Regions from separate parts of the Mus musculus genome. Here region 2 is linked to region 1. A link is a contact called in public promoter capture Hi-C data. All regions are on one chromosome and are shown on one strand. The core of a region is the stretch at or near the end of the contact, and the rest is flanking DNA. Distances in the headings are between cores, read along the strand shown. Region 1 holds the start of Setd5 (SET domain containing 5). Region 2 holds the start of Kdm5a (lysine (K)-specific demethylase 5A).

Region 1 (4,205 bases), core at 832-3,331:
TGGATAAGCCAGTATAATAAATGAAAATGGGGCTAAAATGAGTGTTCTAAAATACCTTTTGATAAGGCTGCAGAAGGAGCGGGAGAAATGGATATGAAGTACTGGGCTCTTTAAAAATGATTAAAATTCTGCTTACATAGTCTAACTCGCGACACTGTAATTTCATACTGTAGTAAGGATCTCAAGCAGGAGAGTATAAAACTCGGGTGAGCATGTCTTTAATCTACCTCGATGGAAAATACTCCGAGGCGGATCACAAGCAATAATAACCTGTAGTTTTGCTGCATAAAACCCCAGATGACTACCTATCCTCCCATTTTCCTTATTTGCCCCTATTAAAAAACTTCCCGACAAAACCGAAAATCTGTGGGAAGTCTTGTCCCTCCAATTTTACACCTGTTCAATTCCCCTGCAGGACAACGCCCACACACCAGGTTAGCCTTTAAGCCTGCCCAGAAGACTCCCGCCCATCTTCTAGAAAGACTGGAGTTGCAGATCACGAGGGAAGAGGGGGAAGGGATTCTCCCAGGCCCAGGGCGGTCCTCAGAAGCCAGGAGGCAGCAGAGAACTCCCAGAAAGGTATTGCAACACTCCCCTCCCCCCTCCGGAGAAGGGTGCGGCCTTCTCCCCGCCTACTCCACTGCAGCTCCCTTACTGATAACAACTCAGAGCGACTTTGGGAGAGCAAGTGCTTCCTGCCTCCAAAACAGCCCAACTGAGCCCTCGCTCCTTCCCTCCACTCCCCGGAGTGCGCGATGGAGGTCTGGCTCAGCACGCCCCTCTTGAGGCAACTCAAGTCGGAAACGTGCTTGCACCCGCCCCGCAGCCGCTCAGCCCTACTGCCCGTCCCCGCCCCCAGCGCGCGCTTCCTGCCACGTTGCGCAGGGGCGCGCGGCCAGACTCTGCGGCGCGGGGCCGAGGGGAGGGCCGGAACCTGGGAGCGCCTCCTCGCCGCCCCCGCTGGCCGGCGGATGGACTCAACTTGCACGAACACGAGCCAATGGCAAGGGCCAGTTTTCTGGGCCCCGAGAGCCAATCAGACGACGAGGCCCGGCCGGCGGCGGGTAAAACGACTCCCCCAGAGGAAGGGGAGGGTGGGCGGCCGCTCGCGCGCGAGCTACTTTCGCTGACCCTCCCTCCCCTCCCCCGCCCCGCCAGAGGCCGACCGCGCCCGCACGTCCAGCTCGCCTCACCCCACCTACCTCCCGCCCCACCCAGTGGGCAGAGCGAGGCTGCCGGCGGCTGCGCACTCCGGCTGCCGTTAACTGACAGGCGCCTTACGCCAACCAAAACACGCCATTTGTGTTTTCACACACGGCGGGAGGAAAAGAAGCCAATCAGCGACGAGACGTCGGCCGGAAGCGCTCCTCCGCTGCCCCCCCCCCCCCGAGCCATGGCCGCGTCCGGTGGAGACTTTTCCGCTCCCTTCTCCCTCCCCCTCCGGTTGCTGCAGGGCGGACCGCATTCCTGCCCACCACCCGCTTGCCCCTTCCAGCGTCACGACTCGTACCCGGCTGTCTCACAGAACGGCTCCACCACGCTCGGAGGGCCTGCCGCGGCCGCCCATCCCCGCAAACGCACCAAGCCGCCCTCCCGCCAGAGTCCCGATCCCCTACCTAGCCGAGGCTCTCTGAGGAGCCGGAGCCCCAAAGCACAGCCTCTTCTTTAGGCGGCCCCGGCAGCCTCCGCTGATTGGCGGCGCACCGGCCAATAAGTGTGGGGCGGTGGGCGGAGAGGCCAATGGCGCGGCGGGAGGGGGCGTGTCCCGCGTGCCCCTGGCGCCGGCACTGGGAATCCCCGTGCGGTCAGTGGCGTTTCCGCTCGGGCAGCGGGCTGAGTGAGCTGCCGCCGCTGCCGCCGCTGCCGCCGCCGGGGGAGGGGCGGCCGCCGCCCGCCTGCGCTCAGAGACTCACGCAGCCCTAGTCCCGCCAGTCCGCCAACACAGTAGTGCCGGCCCCCTCCGCCCCTGGCCCTCCCCCTCCCCGCCTCGGGCTCGCTCCGCCTTTTCTGCCCCCCACCCCCACCTCACGGGTACGGGCCATTCCCGGCCAGGAAACGCCGTGGCGCCGCGTTGGGCCTAACTCGAGTCTCGCTGCCTCCCGGGAGTGCCGTGCGCCGCAGCCCGGGCCCAGGCCCCGGCAGCGCCTGGGTCAAGGTAAGGGTCCAACAGAAAAGAGACACCGAACCACACGACCGGGCCCCGGGGGAAAGAAGGGTCACCTCAGTCTCCCTGCGTTCCCTCTCCTCGGGGTCGTGGGCCTGGGCCTCCCCAGCCTGGTAGCAGGAAGATGCTTGCCCTTTTCGTCTTCTCAGCTACCTTTACACACCATTGCACCGCTCTTGCCCAGAGAGAAAGGCTCTCCTTCATCTAGTCGACCCCACTACCTTTTTAATGTCTTCCCTGGGTCAGGACTCTTCCCCTCCCCCTACTCTGGTCTCCCCTTTTTGCCTGGGTATTGCCTACTCCACGTTTATACCCTTTTCAGGAGAGGCCTCCCAACCCTGCTCTCAAAATACACATACTTTTTTTTCTGTCCCTGAGCCCCCCACCTCCCCTGTTCTTGCGGCCTTGTGACAACTCTGGTCGCTCGTGGGGGCCCAGTCCTCCCCTCCATAATCTTCCTGAACGCCTCTCCTCTGGTTTTCCAGTTCCTATCTCAGATGGCTGCTGCTTTTCCCACACCAAAGACATTACCTTCGCCACCCCCACCTCACATTCTTGGACTCCCTGTGGCGTATGCCCCAGTATCCTTGCGATATCCCTGTTGAATTTGTAGGGTTCTAGCCTGGAATTGAGCCAGATTTTGTCGTTTTCCCTGCCTAGGGCGTGGAGAGCGATCTTTTAAGAACGACTCTAAAGAAGAGGGGGAGGGATATGCCCCTATGAATCCGTGCAAGCCAAGATCCTAGGTAAATGGTAGTGGGCAAAAGCCCTGGTTTTAGTAGGTAATCGCTCAGAAGGAAAGTTTTAACTCCTGGGAAAGCCCCTTCTATGCTAATTTATTCTATCGGGCGCCTTTGCCTTTCTCATTCTTAGGAATAAGGATCTTTCTCCTGTGTACTGATGCTGCAGCCCGCCCTGCTGGCCTGGGTCAGGGGTGCGTGGATGACCTGCATTTTCTGCTTTCTCATGTTACTTGTGTAACGTCTTCACCAGCAACTCATTTTTCGCCCAGAGCTCTGGGCTCTGGGTTTTGTCTATACCTGGATTCCTTTTGCCAATTGTTCCTGTGCTCAAAATACTTAAAAAGATTCAGGTTCTCGAATTTCCTCCATACCTTGACTAAATTGTTTTTAGATGACATATTTGTGACCAAGGTCATGTTTACATTACTTCCTTGCTTATATGTTAAATACCTATACTTTTGATTGGGGAGGATCCAGATGGAGGAGGTTCCAGGAGGAGGTTTGTGTGCAGCATATTGAGAGGAAAGTGTTTTGATGGTTAATTTGATATTAATAATGGTTTAGGTCGCTAGGAGGAAAACTTTAAGAGGTTATTTTAGATGTGTGCAATCTGACCTAGGACTAAAGCAGAGAATACTGACATAATTAGAGATTTCTGAGTTTGGAGGACACAGGAATTTCTTTTCCCTGGATTTCTTCCAGTTTTCTCAGGAGGATCATTAGTTCTCTGTCCAAAATTTGTGGCCTGTTATGGGATTAGAGGCTTTAAGGTTATTCAGATTGTCATGTGTAGAATATTGAGTTATGTTCTTTGGTAGGACATGACCCAAGGCTCTTGTTCCTAGCTGTAAATTTAAATATGATTGCTGAATGTTTGGAAAATTGACCTTTTTAAAACTAAAACTTAATGCTTATATCCACATTGCTGGTTTAATTAAAACGAATATTTGGAATTTGGTATTTGTTGATTTTCAAATCAAAGACCTCAATTTAAAAGTGACCTTAGGATTGTTCCTTTCTAAAAGCATAGTTCCAATCCTTCCAGCATGGAGCACTTGTTCCCCCCCCCCCCCAAAAAAAAGTGTGTTAAGAAGTGGGGGTGGGGTAAAGAAAAGGTTGCTCCTGTGTTGGATCACAGGAGTGAGTATACAAGGCGGCAGCAGCTGCTGGCTCTGGAGCTCTGGTTGCTACGTGAGAAGCTTGAGTAGTGCTGGCTGCTGTCTCCAGGGAAGGACAGCAGTGCAGCGTCCATTAATGCTGTTGGCTGCAGGGAACTGCACTTAGTGATGGCTGCTCAG
Region 2 (3,896 bases), core at 1,176-3,675, 7.3 Mb after region 1:
CTGATGGCTTCGGTCAGCTCCTGGAACCCACACGGTGGAGGTGAGAACTCACCATGTGGGTTCCAGCAGGTTGCCCTGTGATTTCCACATGTGCTCTGGGCCATGTAGACACGATATTTTTAGCTGCTTCGTGGCAGAGGACCTACCTGTGAAGCCCTGGCTTCAATCCTTAGTACTGCAAAATCAAACAACCCCACTACCCCACTACCCCACTACCCCACCGTGGGAATTAAAAGCCATTTCCTTAGAAATTCTGTGGGTTTTCTTTTTTTTTTAACATTTTTCACTCAATGAGATTTGCCCACTCCTGTCACTCTGATGTGAGGCTTTAAACAATAAACTGTATATACTTGCAGTTCCAGATACTGGGGAGGCTGATACAGGAAGATCATTAGCATCCAGTACAATAATAGCCTGGATGAAACAGAGAGACCCTGGCTCAAAAGTAAAATGAAATACATCAGAGGCCGTAATTCACAGTCTTGCCAAATACTTACCAGACTTAGATACTAATTTCATTCTACTCTAACACTGGTAACTTACAGATGAATATGTGGTGCTTGGAATGTATTTTCCTCAGTTTACTTGAGATGAATTCATTTTTCTTTAAAAGTTGCTTCTTTTGTTGCCTTTTTTTTTTTTTTTTTTTTTTTTTTTTTTAAATCCCAGGGCAGCCTTGACACAGACAGCTGAGGATGATCTTGGAGTTGTGATCCTTCAGGCTCCATCCCCAGCCAAATAACAATATATTTTGATTGCGTATGTAATGAAAGAACTTTTGATGAGTTTTAAATTTTCAAGTATACCAGGTACAGTTGTGCACACCTTTGCTCCTCCCAGCACTTGGGAGGTAGAGGCAGGGGTATCTCTGGGAGTCAGAGGCCAGTCTGGTCTACAGAGAGGTCCAGGACAACCAAGGCTCTACAGAGAAACCTTGTCTTGAAAAACAAACACAAAAATTTAAAACAGTCTTTTGAATTTTACTATTTCTCTTTTGATGTGCATAGTTCTTTTTTTTTCAGATTAAATGCTAAATGACCTAAGTCTTGTTATAAAATATTTTAGTAATTGTATATAATTCATCATACCTTCCTATGTCCATTTTTTCTCTGTATATCACTTTTTCCCTTTTTTCTTTAAGCAAGAAATGGAGACTATACTGGAGTTACAGCTCAGGACACATTTACCTAATATGTTCAAGGACTTGGGTTCAATTTCTAGTACAGAAAGTAATTGAACAAACTAGCCTGAGTCCATTTCCTTGCATTCCTGATCCTGACTAGCAGAATAGAACCTTTATTTATGAGTCAGCGTTTTACCTGATAGCCACCCCCCCACTCCAACCCCCCCAGCCTTTGATTACTTAATGTGTGAATTTGTAGATGAATGTATGTGGACCTGGCGTGAAGGTGAGGTCAGCTTTCAGTTCTCTCCTTTAACCATGGGGTTCCAGGAATCAAACTTAGGATTTCAAGCTTGGTGGCAAGTGCCCTTCACAGCTGAGCCACTGTTCTGGCCCTTACCCCGTATTCTTGACCATTCTGGAACTCGATAAGTGTACCATGTGGCCTTATGGTGCTCTTTCTACATCTCCTTCCCCAGAATTGAGTTTATAGTCCTGAGCCACCACACAGGGATTTTCCTTACTTACAAGGTCTCCCGTAGCCTAATCAGGCCTCAAATTCATATGCAGCTCGAACTGCCCCTAAAGCATCTACCTTCATCACCATAAAGGTATATGGATGTGGAGGGCACAGGATAACTTTGGAGCCGGTTCTTGCCTTCAACCTTGTAGAGTCAGGCTTAGACGCATAAAGGAACTGTAGGACCGTATACCAGAAACGTGGCTTTTTTTTTTTTTAAACCAGCCATTGCTGATCGGAACTCTATGCGTGTGCAACTATGCCCGGCCTTCCAAGTAGAGGTTTCTGACAAGGTGACCAGTTTCATACCAAACTGAAATGGGTTGGTTACAAAGCAAGCGTTTTCAGGCCCTGCTTACTACTCAAATACGGTTTCGGGATGGCTGCCAACAGCTAGACTAGCAAGGCCAGGCCCTCTATGGGTAGGTTCCCAGTGTCGTGAGAAAAAGCAAGTCGCAGCTGGTGGTGAAGGCCGGCCCATGTAATGACGGAATTGGGCTGAAACCTATTGGTCACGGAGAAGCGAGAAACCCGTACGAAGGCGACCGAGCGAAACGAGTTGTACAAGACTAGCATTCGAAAGAAGGAAACGGAGACGCGGAAACTCGGCCAAGAGTTCGTCACTTGTCCAAACCTAGACAACGATGTTAAAAACAGGTCTCGGAGAACGAACAAACCCGGCCGACTAGCCACGGAGGGGCCCACCTTGCGTTCGTGTCCCCACCCCCGACACAAAGAGGAACCGGAAGCCCCTTACCGGAAGCAGTACCTCTGCTCTCCGAGGCATTACACATTCCTCCGCGCGCCGGAAGCGCGCGTTCCACCTTGCGGGGTAGCTTTTCCCTCGCCTCTCCTCGAGAGAGGTCGCGGCGCCTTGAGGGGCCGCGCACCCGGGGTGGACGGAGGGCGCAGAACTTTGACAGGCAAGCTGTGAGAAAACAAAAAACCAAAATAAAACAAAAAAGCTCCGCCGGCCGTCATGGAAGGGAGCGAGGAGAGAAGACCCGACTAGACGTGGCGGCGGTGGGATTTTGTTTCCTGCGGTGGCGGACTGATTTAGCAGCACGTTAACTTCCGGGAGCGTCCTGCCCCTGAGAGGAAAAGCCCTGAAGGAAACAATAACAAACGAGCGGAGGGAGAGCGGCTGGCGCTCCTGTGAGGACTCGTTCTCGTCCTAAGAAGATGCGCTGCGGCCCCAGTGCGGGGACGTGAGAGGGCTTTGGTGGCCGTCAGCCAAGCCTTTCCTCGCTTGTGCACCTCAGGCCCCCCTGGCTTTTTATTTTATTTTTTGGTGACCATGGCGTCCGTGGGCCCGGGGGGCTACGCGGCGGAGTTCGTGCCACCGCCCGAGTGCCCGGTCTTTGAGCCCAGTTGGGAGGAGTTCACAGACCCGCTGAGTTTTATCGGGCGCATCCGGCCCTTTGCGGAGAAAACGGGCATCTGCAAAATCCGGCCACCCAAGGTAGCGTCGCCTGAGGGCGGGGACGGGGGGCGTGCTGGGGCGGCGGGACGGTCCTCCTCCTCCCCGTGGCTTTCCTCTTTGGGGGTCTTCCGTGCTCTCCGGGGGCCCCTCCCTCCTCTCTTGGTGTCCCGAGGCCACTTTTGAGGATGTTTTTTGCCCTGGTTTCTGAACGCAGTTTCACGTCCACTTTGACATTTTATTTGATCGCGTGTGAGTGTGTGTGTGTGTGTGTGTGTGTGTGTGTGAGAGAGAGAGAGAGAGAGAGAGAGAGAGAGAGACAGACAGACAGAGAGACAGACAGACAGAGAGAGGGAGAGAGGGGAGGAGAGCGAGAGAGCGCTCGCGGAGGGGTCAGAGGACATTTTGTAGGAGTCGATTCTCTTCCTGCGTTGTGGGGGTTGTGGGTCTCCGGGCTCGAACTCAAGATTGTCAGGCTTTGGCCTGACGACTGGGCCATCGCATCGCTTCTCAGGTCCCCCTTCAAAAGACAGAAAGAGGTGTCTCTGGGACCTTTTCCTTCCCAGAACTTATTGGGCACGGATATTGTAGTGTGGATTGGAGGTAAGGATAACAAAAGGCTTCAGGCCCTTCCTAGGGAAAGGCGTTTGAAGTGTCCTGTCATCAGCTCACGCACCATCTTTCTGTTTGCGTGTTAAAAAAAACCCCACTAATGTCGACCGTTTTTGTGTCCAAGCCTACTGATGTTCAGTTTATCAAACCTTTGCAGGCCACTACTCGGGTTTCTTAAATTTAGTAATCCGAACTCAGGTTGTCTACAGGGTGATGTCACT

Evidence for each region. Promoter capture Hi-C pulls out the DNA fragments that hold promoters and counts their contacts.
Region 2: a promoter capture Hi-C map of pre-B cells shows a contact between it and region 1, with 3 times the contacts expected there. The contact joins the promoter of Kdm5a here to the promoter of Setd5 in region 1. A contact is called at or near these places in 2 of 39 promoter capture datasets (cranial neural crest and pre-B cells) and 1 of 484 Hi-C or Micro-C datasets (pre-pro-B cells).

The regions. Positions count from the first base shown.
Region 1 is chr6:113,075,558-113,079,762 of GRCm38.p6, forward strand. It overlaps Setd5 (SET domain containing 5), which reads left to right and starts at 2,082. Exons shown (of 22, transcript NM_028385.1): 1 at 2,082-2,155. It overlaps Gt(ROSA)26Sor (gene trap ROSA 26, Philippe Soriano), which reads right to left and starts at 1,687. Exons shown (of 3, transcript NR_027010.1): 1 at 1,617-1,687.
Region 2 is chr6:120,361,674-120,365,569 of GRCm38.p6, forward strand. It overlaps Kdm5a (lysine (K)-specific demethylase 5A), which reads left to right and starts at 2,426. Exons shown (of 28, transcript NM_145997.2): 1 at 2,426-3,105. The coding sequence starts at 2,941. It also overlaps a transcript of Ccdc77 not described here.